Regions from separate parts of the Mus musculus genome. Here region 1 is linked to region 2. Evidence: chromatin contacts called from public promoter capture Hi-C data. All regions are on one chromosome and are shown on one strand. Each heading gives the region's core, a stretch centred on a gene start, on an enhancer-like site or on the middle of the called end of the contact. The rest is flanking DNA. Distances are from core to core; before and after follow the strand shown.

Region 1 (5,586 bases), core at 2,975-5,474, 280 kb before region 2:
TGAGGAAGAAAGCCCCAGCCCTGAGAGAGGCTCTGCATTCCAGACCTGTCTGGCTTTGCTTCCACTCCCTGAACTCTGGGTCCCTCCATTGGAGAAGTCTGACCTTTCTGATAGCAAGAGAGACCGAGTCCCACTTCACTGAGCTGCCGAGAGTTCCCTGAGGCTTCCTGGCTGTTCTGTATGTCAGGTAGAGTGAGGCCACCCCATGCAACTCTGCTGGAGCTTGCTCTATCATCCTGCATCCTGGGATCTCTGTGTGGGGAATATGGTGTGAGGATGATCAAAGCTCCCCAAAGCCCTGTAGTTACAGTGAGGGTGTGGCCAGCACACCTGAATGGAATCTCAGCTCTTCCACCCACAACTGCTTAGGTGACTTTGAGCTCCGGGGGCTTGTGTCCTGTGATCATTCTGTCTAATTCTGTGAAGCCATTCATAACTCCAGCTTTTCTGGCTCCAGGGAGAACCTGTAGCAACACAGAGGTCATCTCTCTCCTGTGGGAAAAAAATCCTCTTCTCTGGCACCTCTTCTCCCTCTCCTCAAACCCCCTCCATGCTCCCCACCCCCTTCCTCACATCCTCTTCCTCTCCTTCCCCCTCTCCCAGCCTTTCCCATCAAAGGAAACAGTTTGTGAGCAGCAAGTTCAAAGATGGTTGGATAATACCACTGGACACCAAGATCTGAAGGACAGTGGAAGAGTCTTAGTTGTCACAGCTCAGACAGGATTTGACTTTCAGAGAGCCTCACAAAGGCCCAGATGTTTGTGTCTACCTACATGCTGTGTGTTGAGACCTCAGTTCAAGGAGATGGGATTCAGCGGGGGGGGGGGGGGGGGGGGGGGATGGGGGGGTTGGGGTCTTTCAGAGGTGCAGGTCTCATAGTGTAATTGATAGTTTGAAGGGAGCAGAGGGGACTAGGGTTCTTCCCTTCTACCATGTAAAGATCCAGTGGTTCATCTGAGAGCCAGGAAGTGGGACCTCAGCAAACATCAAACTGCCAGCTCCTTGTCCTTGGGCTCCTCTGGCTCAGAAACTGTGAAATCAATTTCTGATTGTGAGCCACACAATCTGTGTGATTTTGTTCTCAGAGCCAAGTTAAACTCTGAGCAGGCACTCCCAGAGTGCCCAGCTGAAGGCCCTCAGCCAGAGGCTCACAGGGCACAAGAACAAAACAGGCGACCTAATTACTGATGGGCAACATGGAAAACTTTCACAAATGGCTGAGTAACAACGACTACAATTCTTTGGCATGGTCAAAACCTAATCCAGAACTTGCAGTTAAAGGAAGGCTAACAAGGTGACTGCATGGGCCCTGGTGAAGAAGAGTCAGGATAAGAAAAAATCTATTTAGAGAGCTGCTCTCACAGAGAAAGAGAGGACCTGTTAGACACTCAGGAAGACAGTGACAGGACAGCTGGGAATGTGTAGAAACAGATGCCATTCAACAGAAGGAAGCAAGCTGAAGGGACTCTAGCCAGCCCATGCATGGTGAGTGTGACTGTGGCCGGCCTTGCCCTCTCCCCCATTCCCTCTGCCCTGCTAAAAGCCATTATATTACATTCCTAAAGCTGGCCACTAAGACCCATTCCCTTACGTGACCACTTATTTGGCCTCCTTAGGCTGACTACTAAGATCCAGCGATCAAAGTATTGAAATCCAGCTATCAAAGCCCACTTTGGGCACCCTGGTTAACATACCTAAATAAAATCATTTACCTTATCCTAACATTGAGTTTCCCATTTTACCTTTACAAATCACCATTTGCCTTTGTGCCACATCTGTCCCTTCTCTATCAAGAAGCAGCCCTTTGCCATCATCTCCCATGGGTCCCCATCTCCTGCAGCCCCGGGACAAGCATCCCTCCTCCTCTCCCTTGTTCTTTTCCCTGCTTCTCTCTCATCCTCTAGCTCTTGGCTTTGTCTCTTACTCCCTGCCTTGTTCCTCTGGGGCAAATCAATCCCCTTTGTGCTGAGAACTTGCTCTTGGGGTGTCTTGAGCCAATCCTAGTCCTTTTCCATAGTCAAGCCAAGCTCCAGTATGGTGGCTATTCTAGAGGGAGGAGTCAGAACCTCAGGCAAAGGTCAGCAAGGTGGCCTTGTGCACAGAGCCTGGTTGGTCTATCCTCAAGTCAAGTCAAACCACAAATCCAGCTGTTGTTCTTGTTAGGAGCAGTCACTTTCCTAGCCAGGTGCTCCAGATGTGGAGAACAGTATCCCAGCTCTGAGGGCTGTGGCCAGGATCTCTGCTGAGAAGGAACCTCTTGTTTAAACCTGATCTAGCTCAGAGGCCAAGAACAGGGAACCATGGCAATTCAGAGACCTGCCACAGGGCTCCAGGGTGAGAGCCTGGGAGGCAGCTGTAGAGAATAGGGGACTGGTATTGAGAGCCCACAGACTCCCACTGGCAGGAAGCTGGGCTCTGCAGCGGAGGGCATGGGGGAATGGACCCCATCCTTGTTGCTTGCAGCTGACCTTATCAACTGAGAGGACTCTGCAGTTTGGCAGCACACAGCCTGGGCTGGCAAATGTGTCATTACTGAGCTTTGAGTGTCCCCCTGTGGGGTCTGAGTTCTCTGGAGCTGCAGTGGTCTGTCCTGAATCCCAGTCACAGACCCCACTTTAGCAGGCCTAGAAAGTAGGAAGACAGGTCCACACACCCGTCTCTGCACCATGACTGCTTGCCCTGCTCCCTACACACCTGGAAGACACTACCCTCATCTCAGCTAGAACTTCAGCTTCTCCTGGGTGAAGAAACTGAAGAAGCTCAGGAGGGGGAGGGGTAAGAGGGCTGCCCAGACTCAGACTGCAAAGTCAAGTGTGGCCAGCAGTGGGCCCTGGTACTTGCTCAAGCAAAGTACCTAATGATCACAGCTCTGCTGTTGACTTGGTTCTTGTAGGATCAGCAACAGCCTAAATTGTAAGAGACAGTCTCCACTTCAGGTGACCACCACACCACCTCCCCGCATACACCCAGCAGTGTCTAAAGACAGAGGAGCCAGAGAGGCGAGGCACCGGTACTCTGGAGGTTTTTTTTGTTTGTTTGTTTGTTTTTTCCTGCCTCTCCTGATTCACCTTTTTGCTATGCTTCAGTAGTACCTTTATTTTATTTTTAAAATTATATCAATTGTTTAAAACCCCTCAGTCTATCTAACTTTGTTTATGCATCTATCTCATCTTTTGTCTTTTCCTCTTTCTTTTTTCTTTTCCTTTTTGGTCACATAAAGTTCCCCTTTCTTACTTTTAGTCTACTTTTAGCAGTAGTATTGTCTGTAGCTCCTCGGTTCCTTATTTTGCTATGTTTCATAAAGCTGTTTTTTTTTTAAGCATGGGCTCAACATATTTCCGAATTACTTTGATTTTCTTTAAACAATAAAAAAGAATCAGCTTTTGAAAGGAAAATATACCTTTTTATATTTCATATCCTAAAATCTTGTATAACTGATAAGACGTTTTTATTGATGTTATTTACACTTAAGGGTCCAGCTGATGTTGGAAAATTGATATACTTTAAGATTCCTTTTTTAAACAAATACAAATCTGTTAAGGGGAGTGAGGAAGGGTGGCAAGCTTAAAAAAGAAAAGAGGGAGGGGAGGGTTCTCTTACGCCCAGGATTTGAGGCAGTTAACATGGCTGAAGCTTACAGTCCAAAGCCCCCCGTGCTGTGCGCTCAGGTGTTGCAGGTGCAGTCTGGAGGCGTAGCAGGCTCCACGTCGGCGGCCAGGCTCACGCCGGTGCCTTCTTTGCGCACAGCCTGGTAGGGGTCCAGCTTGGAGACCAGCTTGGCGGAGGCCGAGAAGCCATTCCACATACAGTCCTGCAGGATGATGTTCTTCACGAAGGTCTCGTCATCCGGGTCGCAGACGAAGCTCTGCTTCACCGCGTCTCCTCCTGGCAGCTCGGGCAGGTCTGCGATGGAGAAGCTATCACCGTCGTGGTCCCTGGGGGCGAAAGACACGGCGACCGCTTCGCAGGGAGGCGAGTAGAGCCCGGCGTGGCCCGGGGACGGGCGCGGCGTGGGCAGCAGCTCGAATTTCTTCCAGATGTCCTCGCTGGGCGCTGGCGGCTGCGGCGGCTGCTGGTGGTGCACGTCCTCCTCCTCATCGTCGCACATGAAGTATGGCTGCACCGAGTCATAGTCCAGGTCGCGGTTGCCGTTAGCGAGGCTCACGTGGAGGGGCATGGTCGCGGCGTTGCGTTTGGAGGCGACCCGGAGGGGTGCAGGGCTGCTGCGGAAACCTGGCGCGCTGCGCAGCAGCCCCGAACCACTCCCCTTCCCAGACCCTCACTTCCGACAATCCCGACAGTCCCTTCACCAGGCTCGGTCTCCGGCTGCAGCGGAGGGAGGAGGCGTCAGCTCGTCGCCAGACGCCACGCTCAAAGTATCGCGCCACCTTACGGAGAGGGGCTATAGGCGCTGCATCCTACGTGCACAGGATACATTTTCGTGGACGCAGATAACCTATTCTCCGCATACTCTCACTCATTTCCTGCTAGTGTCTACCTCTCCACCTCTCAGTCCTCTTCGTTCGCCCAGTGACTCTTCTACTTTCATGTCATTTGTAACACGTGTGATTTCATGTACCTATGAAATCGAGAACCCATGGATGAAAAAAGCAAAGATCTTGTCTCTCTGAGACTGACTTAATTCATTTAATATGATACTCTCCAATTCCATCCATTTCTTGCAAATGACACTCTTTGCTCTCATTTATGACTGAAAATGTTCCACTTCCACATACGAACCACATCTTTATTGTCCGTTCCTCTGACGATGGACACCTTGGTTCCGGAACAGCTATTGTGGAAATGTCCGTAATAAACCCGCGTTCAAGGATCTCTGTGGTGGCATACTTGCTTCGGGTCTTCAAGGGTTTTCTTAAAGCTACACTATTTTTTTTATTTATTTATATCATTTTAAGTGTATGAATGATTTGCCTGCATATATGTAAGTGCATCATCACCTACATGCCCAGTCCCCATGGAGACCCAAAGAGGAAGACTGATCCCCTGGAACTGTGTCAGGACAGTGTGAGCCTCTGTGTGAGTGCTGCGAACTAAGGCCCAGGACCTCTGGATCTCTGCGAGAGATCTTAACTACAGAGACCATCTCCAGCATCATCCCACACACCTGTAATGAGTATATGATGCTTGCATCTATGAATGGCTCCTGCAAATTTTCTAAAATGTAGATACAAATATGTGTGAGCTACACATTAAATTTAGGCATGAATTAAACTTCTAAAACACTTTATGATTAAATATTACATAATGCCAAGCAGTCAAGGCAGCTCATACATTGGAAGGCTGAGGCAGGAGGATTACCATGGCTGGGCTACATAGTAAGTTCCAGGATATCCTGGTCTACATAGTGAGAACTTGGCTCAAACAAACAAGAAAATCCATAACACAGAATTCTTTAAAAAAAATTAAAAGATCTAACCTATTTTCTCTTTTCTTTCCTTATTTTATATCAAATTTTTAGAAAGGAAAAATAATGATTTCAAGAACATTTCTGGTTTCTGGACAATATGTTGTTATAGATATTTGAGGTCTGTATTAAACTTCTAAGTGAGTGGGGCTGAAGGATAG
Region 2 (5,501 bases), core at 1,337-3,836:
TCCGTGCCCAGCTTGTCCCTGGTTGTGCCCACTGTGCTGACAATAGCTCTCTGTGATCAGAACACCCTGCTGTGTTGTCTATACCCTCACCCGCCTCAGCCTGTGCCAGCCTCCACCTCCTCTCCAGCCAGGATGGAGTCCAGGGCCAGTTGAGGAGGTGGTATGTACACCCAGGGCTGCAGGACACGGTGTCTCACGCATACAGAGTAGCAGGGGTCACAGCTCAAGAGACAGCCCTACCCACACTTACCCGACCACAGGCACATCTGCCCTGCCCTGGGCACCTCTGCCCGAGTAACTGCAGCGCAGGCCAGGCTGGCTCCCCTATCACTATAGCAACGGCTGCGCATGAGCTGCTGGGAGAAAGAGTCCTAGCTGGGAGGCGGAGGGCAACAGAGGGGCATCTGGTTACAGGCTCACAGCACAGGTCCAGCGCTACCTGTCTTACCTAGGTGACCGCAAGTGACCTAGGGATTCTGTCTCTCAAGACAAGTCCCGTGCTTCCACACTGCCCCAATATCTCCATGCTCACCCTGGGCCTGAGCAGCCTTGTGCTCGCTGTGATGGGGGATGGGGAGGGTAGCAGGTGATACCCACGTGTGATGTTAGCTTCCACCACAACTACTCTATACTGGTGATCCTCCTAAGGGTGCCAGGGTGGACCCATGTCCCATGTACTACCCATGTCCCTACAACAAGGCAGGGTAGTACTTGAGCGAAGGAAGCAAGCAGGGCAGAAGTCCTGAGGTCCCCTCCAGATCACAAGCTTTGCATGGGCACACCCCTGACACCAGCAAAAACTGTCTTCCTGGAAGAAGACAGCCACTGCTGGTAGCTCAGCCATAGGTTATGGATCTCCTCTGTGGTCTAATTGGTCTCTGGGAATGTTGAAGCATGCGAATTCAGGAAAACCCAACAGATCCACATAACAGGCAGGGGTCAGTCCTAGGGAAAAGGCAACGGGCACCTCCAACTGACTGTCACACAGCTGGACTCTTCTCCCAACTTGCTGTGGCAGGAACTATGTTGTGGCCTCTATTCCCAAGCCCTGAGGGGTGTTCCTGATAAGCAACTTTGGGCTAGCTAGCACTAAGGCATGCCTACATACACTCTGTGTCCCTTCTTCCCAGGGACTCAAAAGCTATAGTCACAGGGCTGCCCCTTCAGACCCCACACCAGCCAACCAGAACAGAGAATGTACCCAGTCCTGGCAATCAGCCAGGGCCAGGTGCCCACGGGAATTCTGCCAGGCTGTGGTGATGACTGCTACCCACCCTGCCTACAGACCAGAGTTTCTTATTATGAATCTAAAGTACTCAAAGAACATAGGTGGAGTGTTGCTGCCCAAGGGGTCCCTGGGTATGAGCTGGTTAAGGCCCTTCTTTTAGGTCCTGCACTCTCTTGTCTCCATCCTGGAAAATCCCAAGGGCCCTCGGACACTCTTGCTGGCCCAGGACTCTCTGGATGCCCTTGCTCTTCCAGGGACTGGGATGAAAACCAACACTGCAAACGCCATCCGTGCCTGGCATCCTGCTCCTCACACAGGACTCGTACCCCAACACTCTTTATACCCTGCCTGGCCTAGACAGGTACTAAGAAGCTCAGCAGAACCCAGCCCCAAGAGAGGCCCAAGGCAGGAGAAATCAGAGGAGCAGCCTCAGGAGAAACTGGCCCCAAAGGGTGCTGGGATTTAACAGGTTGAGTCCACACAACAAGGACATTCCCAGGGATGAGAAAGCAGGAGTAAGGGTTGTGACTTGCCAGGATGGGTTAGGAAAGGAGATGAAGGGAGGAGAAGGTGGTGGTGGTGGTGGTGGTGGTAGTGGTGGAGGAAGAGGAGGAGGAGGAGGAAGAGGAGGAGGGCGGTAGCAGCGGCGGCGAAGGCTGTTTGGTACCAGCTTCAGCCTAAGGTGCTTGCCCAAGGGCAGAGTACCAGTAAAGGGAATGAAAAGACAGGTTCCTATGGGGGCCCCAGAGATGATGGGACCAGGGCTCTGAGTCCCTAAGCTGAATGGTGTGTCCCAGCTAGCGCTCTGGACCAGGAACCTGCACCTAGCTCTAGCTGAAGTCCAGGGACCACCTGCCCCCACCCCAGCCTGCCAGAAAGCGCTGCGGAGGGCGCCGGCCCGTGACTCAGCCGTGCGCTGCGAGTGTCAGCGGACCAGGGCACAGCCGAACCCACTGCCGGAGGCCCGGAAGCCCGCGGAATCGTCCGGCCCCGAACAGGGTCTCCGGTGGCGCCCTCCCGGGGTCTGCGCGCGCCTGGACACTGCACGTGCACGCGGAGAGCGCACCGGCAAATTGGGCGCGCGGCCTGCGAGCCCCTAAGGGCGGGCGCGGCTCGCTCACCGGGCTCCGGCGCTTCAGCGTCACGTTCTTCCAGAGCAGCAGCTGCAGCTGGTGCAGGAAGCCCATGGCCGGGCCGCGCTCCGCCGCTTCAGCGCCGCGGCCCTGTCCTCTGCGCGCCCCGCCGGGCCCCGCTGCCGGCCGCGCCGCTCGGCATCGCCCGCGCGGGGGCGGGGCGCTCGAGAGTCCAGGACCTGCTGCTCGCAGGCTCCGCCCCGGCGGCCGCAGCTACAGAGACTCGTCGCGCCCGCGCCCGTCGCCCCCACTTAAAGGCGTCTCTGCGCCCGGGTAGCCGCCAGGGGGCGCCCGCGCCCGCCTGCACCTGCGCACAGCACTAGGCCTCGCTGCTCACTGGACCCATAATGCAGTGTTTCCAAGATCCCTCACAGCCCCCATCTAAACCAAGATCCCGGCTCGCACCTTTCCGAGGTCTAGGGAGAACGCAGGTACCCTATGCTTCTCCCAGGAGATTCCAAATATGAGTCTCCAATTGAGAGATTTACGCAGAGGGGTACCCAAGGTGTTTACTGTCCTGTTTGGAAAACTGAAGGAGGCTTGGTCACCATTAGATTGACCCTCCTCACTTGTAGAGACAGGAAGCAGGGTCAGTCACTCATTTAGAGGAGAGACATTGGTCCGTTAGGAGAATCCCATCGCGGCTTGAGGTGCAACAACACGATGTGACTTAGATATTTTAAAGAGGAGCCTGATGAGAGGGACTGCGGTAGTTCGACCACCTTCACAAAAGCATTCTGTGTTCCTCATAGACGAGCCACCACCTGCTGATGAAATGGCGTTTACCTAGATTATCAAAATGCAGAGCAACAGCAGGTCATGGCAGATTTACCTTTAACCCAGCGCTCAGCTCAGGGAGGCAGAGAAAAGCAGATCTTTGTGAGTTCAAGTCCACACTGGTCTACATAGAGAGACCATATCTCAATAAAATAAATAATAGAGAGCAACCACGCACGTGTAATCCCAGCATCAAAAAGGCAGAGGCAGAAGGGATGAAGTATTCAAGGTCATCCTTGGTTATATAGAGAATTCAAAGCTAGCCTGCGCAACATGAGACCCTGTCCAAAATACTCTCTCTCTCTCTCTCTCTCTCTCTCTCTCTCTCTCTCTGCAGGTGGAGACAGCTGTTTTGAGGTCCAGGGTATCATCCAAACACATTTCTTACATAGTTTTAACTGAATTTAGAACACGTAAGGTGCATATGCCTGGGGTCACTGCAGTCCACCTGCGATTTCCATGCAGGTGAGGCAGATGCCCAGCGGGCAGGGCAGCAGAAATGCTTACCAGGTATGAAGAGCTAGACACACCACGTGAAGGGCTGGGTGTGCATAACCGGAAACTGCTACAGGTCAGAGAGCCCTAATTCTGACCTGAGAAAGTTAGGTTTATATTCAAAATGATGCTGAGACATCACAACTGTGAAAATTTACCACAGTCATCCATTGTGACTACCAGATCAGGCCTCCCTGCTCTAGCCAGACTGCACAAAAGGGGCTGGAAAGCAGGGGTGACTGAGAAGACAGGTTGTCCCTTATATAAGAGGTTTACTTGCTACCCCAACACCACCCACCTCCCCACCTACTCCATATTCATGTAAGCCTAGCATCTTTCTGCTCTTAGAGCCTGGCCTTTGGTGGGTCCTTAGAAGTGTTTGAATGTGGGCCTATTGATACTGTCACAGGACTATTTTCTCCAATATGGCAGGCAGGGGGCAGCAGAGAGCCACTAGCTGTGGTCCTGAGGACTGTGTCTGAAGACTGCAGGCCAGTTTGGGTTTCCCCGGCCTATGAATAGGAGGGGGAGGCTGTGTGGTATTCAGCCTGGGACATGCAGTTTGCTCTTAAAGTGAATGCAAACCGTCATCGAGGGCTAAAGCTTCCTGACACTTCCCAGCTCCTCTCCTGGGCTGGTGGGAGAGGACACGAGACTCCACCCAGCCCCAGGCTCAGGCTCCTTCTCTCCAGTTAGCCCATGAGGCTAGATTAGGGCAGGAAGCCATGGTTAGGCCTTTCCCACAAACCACAGGGGGAGGGCAGCTTCCTGCCTGTACTGCCACCCCATCCCCGGACAAACCCAAGCCCCAGCCCATCCCAGGAGCTCAATCTGTCATACACTCATAGCCTCACCTCTCATCTCCTCCTGGCCCACCCAGTCCAACACAGTGGGCACCTGCAGCAGGCTCTTCAGTGAAAGCCCTAACGGATACATCACACCCCATCACACAGGACACACCTCCCACTGAGACCTATGACATGTGGCACCTCAGCCACAGCTGTGTCTGACCTCAGTTCTCAGGTCTGTACCTGCCGTGGGCTTTGAGTTCCTGGTAAGGTACCACTCAAGCAAGGCTCTCAGACAGAAACGAGAAACCCAATAATGGCTGCCGGAGGGAATTGAGCAGAGGAAGCTGGCTGGTGAGCTCTGCTGCCTAACAGACTTGACCAGGAGATTTCTGTCAGTGTTTTTATTAGTAGTGCCTCTTTCCCTGGGGGAACTGTGGTGTCAAAAGCCCAGAATCATCTGCACTGTCCTTCCACAACCCCCTGCGCCCAGTGTACAGTCTGCACCCAGAGTACTAGAGGGTGCATCTGCAACCTTGAGGCTAAGCACCTTGACTATAGAAGTGTAGGGTCCCAGCTCCAGCCATGGGCATGGAGCCTTCAGCCATGGGTCAAGGTAAGTCAGGGACCCTCAGCCACCTTCCCCATATGCTCCTCATTAATTCATTGTCTCTTATCCTGGGCCCCTACTCTAAAGCCCACCAGGGCATCTCAGCCCAGTTTTCTCCTTATATCCTGAATTCCTGCTCACTGAACAGGAAAAGCCTTGGGGTAGTGCCATGGTGACCAAAAGCCTGGATGCCCAGCTCTTTGGTTTCAACATCAGTCTCCCACCCATCCAGCCTCTCCCAGCAGCAGGAGTTCAAGCCTGGAACCAGCTTTCAAGGTCTTCATAGACCTGGCTGCGGGGCAAGTAAGGGTAGCGGGCACAGATGGTGCAGAAGCGCTCCCTCCAGTCACCCAGGAGCCGCACACGGAGCCGGTCTCGCCAAGCAAAGAAGCCACGATAACGACTCTCATTCATGCTGACGAGGAAGACAGCCAGTTCACGGGCAGAGCTGAAGTCGTCCACGTGTACAA

Evidence for each region. Promoter capture Hi-C pulls out the DNA fragments that hold promoters and counts their contacts.
Region 1: a promoter capture Hi-C map of embryonic stem cells shows a contact between it and region 2, with 10 read pairs. The contact joins the promoter of Bmyc here to the promoter of Abca2 in region 2. A contact is called at or near these places in 2 of 39 promoter capture datasets (embryonic stem cells and liver).

Annotation. Positions count from the first base shown.
Region 1 is chr2:25,705,517-25,711,102 of GRCm38.p6, reverse strand. It overlaps Bmyc (brain expressed myelocytomatosis oncogene), which reads right to left and starts at 4,224. Exons shown (of 1, transcript NM_023326.2): 1 at 3,382-4,224. The coding sequence starts at 4,177. The coding sequence ends at 3,665.
Region 2 is chr2:25,425,684-25,431,184 of GRCm38.p6, reverse strand. Abca2 (ATP-binding cassette, sub-family A (ABC1), member 2) reads right to left here and starts at 2,586. Exons shown (of 49, transcript NM_001368624.1): 1 at 2,350-2,586. The coding sequence starts at 2,415. Fut7 (fucosyltransferase 7) reads right to left here. Exons shown (of 4, transcript NM_001289453.1): 4 at 4,811-5,501. The coding sequence ends at 5,284.